Linked DNA regions of Sus scrofa: region 2 is linked to region 1. The links are chromatin contacts, called in public Hi-C maps. All regions are on one chromosome and are shown on one strand. Each heading gives the region's core, a stretch centred on a gene start, on an enhancer-like site or on the middle of the called end of the contact. The rest is flanking DNA. Distances are from core to core; before and after follow the strand shown. Region 1 holds the start of DNA2 (DNA replication ATP-dependent helicase/nuclease DNA2). Region 2 holds the start of RUFY2 (RUN and FYVE domain-containing protein 2).

Region 1 (4,308 bases), core at 1,770-4,269:
TAGAAAAGTGTGGCTCAGTGGGTTAAAAACCCGGCTAGTATCCATGAAGATTGGGTACAATCCCTGGCCTTGCTCAGTGCGTTAAAGGATCTGGTGTTACCACGAGCTGCAGAGTAGGTTGGAGATACAACAATAGATAGACACAAATGAACCTATACTTATATGGTCACTTAATTTTTTTTTTTTTAACAAAGGTACCAAAGCAATGCAACCAGGGAAGGTAAGTCTTTTCAACAGATGCTGCTGGAAAAACTGGAAATGCACATGGTTGAGGAAGGAGGGGGTGTGTGGGGGAACATGATTTATTCTCTACCGCATACCACTTTAAAAAATGAGTTTGAGATGGATCATAGACCTAAATGAAAAATAAAGCAATAAACTTCAAGAAGGAAACAAGGAGAACATCATTACTGCCTGGGGATTGACAAAGATTCATTAGGTCACAGAAAGCAAAAGGCATAGAAAGAAAATGGGTAAATTAGACTTCATGAAGTTTGAAACTTACTCATTTCTTAAGATCTTGTTCCTGAACCAAACTTGCGTTCACTTGCCCATGGCAGTAAAAGCCAATCTATTGACACTGGGTCGTGGTAAAGGAAAGTGCAGCATTCATTGAAAGGCACCAAAACAAGGAGAACAAACAGGTAGCTCATGCTCTAAAACTCTCAGCTCCCCAAAGGGTGTTTTTCTTGTGTGTGTGTGTGTCTTTTTAGGGCCACACCTGCAGCAAATGGAGGTTCCCAGGCTAGGGGTCAAATCGGAGCTGAAGCTGCTGGCCTACACCATAGCTATAGCAGCGCTGGATCGGAGCCTCATCTGTGATCTACACCACAGCTCATGGCAACGCCAGATCCTTAACCCACCAAGTGAGGCCAGGGATCTAACCCCTGTAAAATGGATGCTAGTAGGGTTCCTTAACCGCTGAGCTACGATGGGAACTTGAACTCCCCAAAGGGTTTTAGCAAAGCTTTTTTTTTTTTTTTTTTTTTTTTTGGCTTTTGGCTTTTGCTTTTTAGGGCCACACACCCTTGGCATATGGGGGTTCCCAGGCTAGGGGTTGAATCAGAGTTACAGGTGCCTGCCTATGCCACAGTCACAGCAATGCAGGATCCAAGCCGTGTCTGCAACTGTGCGACACAGCTCACGGCAACGCTGGATCCTGGGCTCACTGATCAAAGCTAGGGATTGAACCCACATCCTCATGGATACTAGTCAGATTGGCTTCAGCTGCTCCACGACGGGGACTCCAGCAAAGCATTTTTAAAGGCCAAGTGAGGGAGGAGGAGCCCCAGGGCATGTGTTCAGCTTGTGCACAATTCTCTAATTGGCTGATGGTAAGGTAACAAAACGGTGTCACAGGAGTTAACATTATCCTTATGCTTTAGCAGGCCTATATTCATGATGGTCTCAAGTAGTTAACATCTTCCATTTGGTGGGGGTTTTCACACCTGTAAAACAACTCAGAAAATGTGCATCAGATTCTGTTATCTAAGTACTTCAGAGAGGAGCTGAAGCAGAGGATATGGGGGAAGGATCTGCTCCAGTAAGTCTCATGGAATCCTACTCAGTTACAATCTTCTTAGGGAAACGAATAGGTAAACTACAGATGGGGAGCAAATATTTGCAAAACCTATCTGATGAAGGACTTTTATCTAGAATTATATAGAGAGAATTCTGCAACTCAGTAATAAAAGGACAATGAAATTTAACAAAAAATGGGCAAAAGATTTGAACAGACATTAACAAAGGGGGATATACAAATGACTAGGCATGTGATCAAGTAATATTATTAGTGATGGAGGAATGCAAATTAAGGCTGTTAGGACTGACGGCATCAAATGTCAAGGATATGCAGAAACTGAAATTCTCACACATTGTTGGTGATAGTGTAAAATGTTACAACCACTTGGCTAAAGCTCTATTAAACCTAAATATAAACCTACCCATAGTCAAGAAATTTCACCCCAAGATATGTACTCAAGACAAATACCTGCAAACTATTGCCTTTGGAGTAGACAAACAATGAGATCCTGCTATAGCACAGGGAACTGTATTGAAACACGTGATGGAACATGATGGAGGATAATGCGAGAAATAGAAGATGTGTACACCTAGGTCACTTTGCTGTACAGCAGAAATTGACAGTACATTGTAAATCAACCATAATAAAAATTTATTTAAAAAGGCGAATACAAGCACACATCCACCAAAAAATGTATACAAGAATATTTGTCCTGGAGTTCCCGTCGTGGCGCAGTGGTTAATGAATCCGACTAGGAACCATGAGGTTGCAGGTTTGATCCCTGGCCTTGCTCAGTGGGTTGAGGATCCAGCATTGCCGTGAGCTGCGGTATAGGTTGCAGACGTGGCTCGGATCCCGCATTGCTGTGGCTCTGGTGTAGGCTGGTGGCTTCAGCTCTGATTGGACCCCTAGCCTGGGAATCTCCATATGCCGCAAGAGCGGCCCTAGAAAAGGCAAAAAGACAAAAGACAAAAAAAAAAAAAAAAAAAAAAAAAAAAAAAGAATATTTGTCCTGCTTTATTCAAGATAGCAAAACACTGTAAATCATTCGTCAACAGGAGACTGGCCAAACAGACTACTATTCAGCAATAAAAAGAAACAAACTTCTGGTTCGTGTAACAAAATGGATGCATCTCAAAAACGTTATACTGAGTGAAAGAAGCCAGACACAAAATAGTACACATCATTTGATTTTCATTATATGAAGTTGTAGAATAGACAACTCTAATCTCTGGTGAAAAAAAAATCGGGTTAGTGGCTGGGTTTCCAGTGGGGAAGGATGTTACTTGGGGAGGGTATGAAAAGAACTTTCTGGAGGTGAGAAGAACATTCTGTACCTTTTTCTTTTGTCTTTTGTCTACTTTGGGCTGCACCCGCGGCATATGGAGGTTCCCAGGCTAGGGGTTGAATAGGTGCTGTACCTGCCGGCCTACGCCAGGACCAGTGGATCCGGGCGGAGTCTTTGACCTACACCACAGCTCAACACCGGATCCTTAACCCACTGAGCAAGGACATGGATCGAACCGGCCTCCTCATGGATACTAGTCGGGTTAGTTAACCCACTGAGCCACAAAGAGAACTCTTAAGACAGCAAATGCTAATTGTAAACTTTAGGTGATATGTATACAGTGTTCATTATATAATTCTCAACTTTTCTGTACATTTGAAAATTTTCATGGTAAAATATTGGGAAAGGGGAAAGAATAAATTGCAGGGAGTTAAGAATGGAAGCACGTGTGAGAGATAATTATCAGGTAGTGACAGTGAGATGGAAAGGAAAGAGGAGATTCAAGGCACACCTGGATTTGGGCAACTGCAAATAGTACTAAGAGCTTACTAAGAGCGTGTGTGGGGCATGGGTCAGCGTGTCTAGAGAGAGGGCGGAAGCATTTAGTCTAGGTCGGGTTACGAAGAGTCCTTGCTTTCCTAACCCTAAAGCGAAGGATCAAGGGCGCCTTTTCAGCCTTTGCTGCCCCGGTGCGGCTCTCCAAGCTTTACCCTCCGGGCGCGGGAAGGGCTGCCCGCGCAGGTCACTTGGGATCGCGGCGGTCGGCGCATGCGCACGTCGCCTGGCGGACTCGTGTCTCTTTTCCTTTCCAGTGCTGATCACTGTTCACCAGTTTTTACCTGGCGGCAGTTTTCGGTCTCGGCGCCCAGGATGGAGCAGATGGGCGATTTGGAGCTGCTCATGGAGAAGAGTTTCGGTGACGAGGCTGCGCCGCCTGCGAAGCTGTGAGCAGAGTGGGGGTTGGGGCGGGGAGGATCTGGGAGCCAAGCGGGAATTTTGAAAAGAAAAGAGCGGGAGAGGCCGCAACCACGCCTCCATGGAACCGGGCTCTGGTAGGAGTGACCGAGCTCAGGTCTCCTGGCCCCGGCGAGTTTCTGGAGCTGGGGTCTGCTTCGCAGGGTTCTTTTTAGGGCTAAGCCCGGGCAAGAGCTCGAAGACTCTCCCTCACTCAGCAGGTCCTTCCTTACCTTACTATCACCGCTTTCTGGATTTTTTTGGGTCCCAGCCACCTTAAATGCCTTCATAAAAGGGAATTGCAACTGCTAGATGCTTTTCTTTTTCTTTTTTTTTTTTTTTTTTTGGTCTTTTTTGTCTTTTGTTGTTGTTGCTATTTCTTGGGCCGCTCCTGCGGCATATGGAGGTTCCCAGGCTAGGGGTTGAATCGGAGCTGTAGCCACCGGCCTACGCCAGAGCCACAGCAACGCGGGATCCGAGCCGTGTCTGCAACCTACACCACAGCTCACGGCAACGCCGGATCGTTAACCCACTGAGCAAGGGC
Region 2 (3,895 bases), core at 1,203-3,702, 59 kb after region 1:
AAACAGAAGTTATCTCAGTTAATCTTGAGTTATTGAGATACAGGGTCAGAGTCATTGCCATTCCCCACTGCCAGCAGGCTCCTTGACTTGTGATCTTCCTCCAGAAGTTATCTTGTTTACACAATTTAGTCACAGAGTTTGTTCTGGAGATTACTGAAGGGGAAGCTATGGAAGAGAACTGCTCATCTGCTACTTTTCATCTTGACTTCTTTGATCTACGGAAAGAGCCCACAAATTAGGCAAGGTCTTGTATGATTTGAAAGCTGTGCTTGTGCAGGAAATGAGTAGAGTATGGGAGTGCTTGGTTAAAAGTTAGAGTATAGCTTTGCTAAAGTGACAAGAGGAGTTCCCGTTGTGGCTCAGCGGTAACGAACCCAATTGGGATCCATCAGGACTGAGGTTTCGATCCCTGGCCTTGCTCATTGGGTTAAGGATCTGGTGTTGCTGTGAGCTGTGGTGTAGGTCACAGACACGGCTTGGATCCCGAGTTGCTGTGGCTGTGGTGTAGGCCGGCAGCTAGAGCTAGGGATTCCACCCCTAGCTTGGGAACCTTGATATGCCACAGATGTGGCCCTTAAAAAAAAAAGGGACAAGAGAAGGGGCTTCCTGCTGAAGGTGGTTTACTGCAAAGAGCTGCTTACAAATCCCCTCTTGTCAGAACATCATTCCATTTCTATGGGTTTCGGGGAGGAGGTCTATCTTCTGTAAGTTCATGCTGACATAGGACACTCTATTCTGAGTGGAAAATATCAACATGGATCTGTAGCATCTCTTTGCTGACACTTGTAACTGCCTGTTTATATACACAGGCAGAACAAGCTACAATTATTTTGATGCCCACAAAGATATAGATTATAATGAGTAACAGCATTAATCCCATTCTCTTGAGACCAGTTCTTGAAATGATACTAACCATAGATTTTGTACTGCTCCAGCTGGAGCAGCTAATGCCATAGCTACAGACTGGTCATCATGCGGTTGCTTTTTTTCCTCTTGCAGCAGTTACAGTATCTGTAAAAGAACTCAGGAAATGTGCATCAGTACTGTGTCTGTGACTCTATTGTCCTAATCATTTACTGCTTGGTTCCATATATACAACCTGGAAACACCCCAACCTGGAAACTCCTTATGGACATGAATCATGTTGAACAAAAGAAACACTTTACAGTGTTTGTAATGTTATTCCACTTGTGAAAAATTTATAAACTGGCAAAATAAACTACATTGATTAGGGGCATGTATTTACCATGGTAGTTACATGCAAAAAAAGCAAAGAAAGGATTCTCATAAAAGAATCATATTTACTTCTAGGGGGATTATACCTGGAGGCTTTTCCTCGGGGAGGCTAACTCTCCTGTCCTCTTCTTGCTTAATGTGGTAGTGTTTACCCAGCTGTTTACTTTATGAGTCTTTAAATGTATATATGCTTCATACATTTTTATCCATGAATGATTATCTCACAGTAAAGAAAATTTGGGGAGTTCTTGTTGTGGCTCACTGGGTTAAGGGTCTGACATTATCTAAGGATGAGGTTCATCCCTGGCCTTGCTCAGTGGGTTAAGGATCTGGTGTTGCCACAAACTGCCACTTGTACCCCTCCTTGCTGTCACTGTGGCTGTGCCTGTGGCTTAGGACTGAAGCTGCAGTGCCATTCCACCCCTGGCCTGGGAACTTTGATGTGCCACAGGGCGGGGGGGGGGGGGGGCGCATAAAAAGAAAAAAAAATCAAAACCAAAAGAAGTAAAGAAGCATAACAGGAGTTCCCGTCGTGGCGCAGTGGTTAATGAATCCGACTAGGAACCATGAGGTTGCGGGTTCGGTCCCTGCCCTCCCTCAGTGGGTTAACGATCCGGCGTTGCCGTGAGCTGTGGTGTAGGTTGCAGACGCGGCTCGGATCCTGCGTTGCTGTGGCTCTGGTGTAGGCTGGTGGCCGCAGCTCCGATTCGACCCCTAGCCTGGGAACCTCCATATGCCGCGGGAGCGGCCCAAGAAATAGCAAAAAGACAAAAAAAAAAAAAAAAAAAAAAAAAAAAATCCATAAAAAAAAAGAAGCATAACAGAACTTTATACTGGCCAAAATGATCGAGAGATAAACATCGCTTTATATCCACGAAATATCCCTCTATTTCTAAATCGGCTACTGTTTTTAACAAGTACTGATCTAACTAGATAATGGCCAAAATGATCAAGAGATAAACATCGCTCTATATCCACGAAATATTCCTCTATTTCTAAATCGGCTACTGTTTTTAACAAGTACTGATCTAACTAGATAATAGCTCGCTTTCCCAAAACTGATAAAACTTAAACCTACTGTCATAAGACCATGAGAGTTTTTCCCCTCCCTGAAATGAGAAAACCCTGGTTTGCTGGCTTTATCTCAGGAACTCTTTCCCTTGATCAATGAGATCGGTCCTCACTGCCTTTTATAAACCAGTGGATTTACTGGTTTAAACGTCGTGATTTGGGCGTTCGAATTGTTTTAGCAGATTTCTGCATAATGTTAATTGCTTCAGATTTTCTAAATTCTTCTGGTCTCCTACGAATTTGCGAGGAAAGGGAAGCATTTAGGTGTGTTAGATCAAAGCTAGGCGGACCCTGCGGATGAAAACGTTTGCACGAGGCTCGCATTCCCTCGGAAACACAGCCCTAGCGCTCGGGTGAGGCAGGTGGTCCCACCAAGGTCCGCCCTCCCGCTTCTCCACTCGAGGTTTTCCTCATGCCCTTTTTGCTTCTCCTTTGGGTCGGGCTGGATGTATAGAGTCTCCGCGAAGGCGGATTTCTCTGCTGTCGGCTGCAGGCGCCGCGGCCCCCACCCAACCCCGCCGCCGCGGGACCGCCGGGCGTCCTCCAGCCGCCGGGAGCGCTGTGGGCCTCAGTGGGCCTGGTCGCAAACGCCCTGGCGGCCGCCGAGCGCTTGAAGGGAGCTGCTGGCGGGGCCCAGGGCGTCTCCGCCCGAGACCGCGCCACCGCTGCAGTCGCCACCATGGGTAAGAGGAGCAGGCCGAGAGCGGACGTCGGGCCCTCTGTGCTGGGCCAAGACCGCGGCTGGGCAGGGAGGACTGGTGGTGGGTGGGCTTCTAGGCCTCGGGGTCGGAACTGGGGCCGGAACCTGGGCCTGGTGCTGGGCGGGGGCAGCCGGGTGCTCGGGGGCGCCGGGGGTCGCCATGGCAACGCGCGGTTATCCAGTGTTCCCTCCTGCTCCCGCCCGCGTTTGGGGGCCTAATGGCAGAGGGTTGGTGGTCCGACGGCTTACCGGGAGCGAGGGCAGGGCCGGCGAGGGTGCGGCTCCCAGGTCGAGGGAACAGTCGGGGACGGACGATGACTTTTCAGGGTTGGGGGTGGCAGAGGGAGGCGTCTCAGGTTGGGGCCTGGGTTCCCGACGCCGCGGGCGGGAGAGGGGCAACGATGCCGCGCAGGACTTCGGGTGAGCCCTTCGCGCGGGTCCCGGGGGCGCCCCGAACCTTTTGGGCAGCCCTGTGGGCGGAGAGGAGGGGAGGCAGGGAAGGGGCTCTAGGCCCGGGCAAGATGCAGGAATTTGAGGGCTGCGACCCAGCTAGACGCATCCACGAGTCCTGGCGGGGCCCGCCTGGGTGTAAACGCTCTTTGGCATGGAAGCTGCGGCGTCCAGCTCCGACCTACCCCAGAGCAGCTGGAGATGCGCCCTTTGTCTGGTTGTCGCTTCACACATTGAAGATTGTGATGGGCGCTGTTAAGAAATGTGAGAATTGTCACAGATTATGAAACATCGAGTGCTTTTGCCCCCGAAAAAGAGGGAATCTTGCCACGATGCAGATTTGAAGAAATGATGTCGTGTGGAGATTCTCCACCAGCTTGCTTGGTCATAGCAGTTGTGACTGCATTTTAAGTTGCTTAGGATTCAGCGCCAGGCTTC

The links. A called contact is a pair of places that touch in the nucleus more often than the background predicts.
Region 2: a contact with region 1 is called in a Hi-C map of heart right ventricle, with 4 times the contacts expected there. The contact joins the promoter of RUFY2 here to the promoter of DNA2 in region 1. A contact is called at or near these places in 3 of 47 Hi-C or Micro-C datasets (embryonic fibroblasts, epiblast stem cells and heart right ventricle).

Annotation. Positions count from the first base shown.
Region 1 is chr14:71,605,778-71,610,085 of Sscrofa11.1, reverse strand. It overlaps DNA2 (DNA replication ATP-dependent helicase/nuclease DNA2), which reads left to right and starts at 3,019. Exons shown (of 21, transcript XM_021072448.1): 1 at 3,019-3,754. The coding sequence starts at 3,579.
Region 2 is chr14:71,546,294-71,550,188 of Sscrofa11.1, reverse strand. RUFY2 (RUN and FYVE domain-containing protein 2) reads left to right here and starts at 2,452. Exons shown (of 19, transcript XM_021073521.1): 1 at 2,452-3,068. The coding sequence starts at 2,987.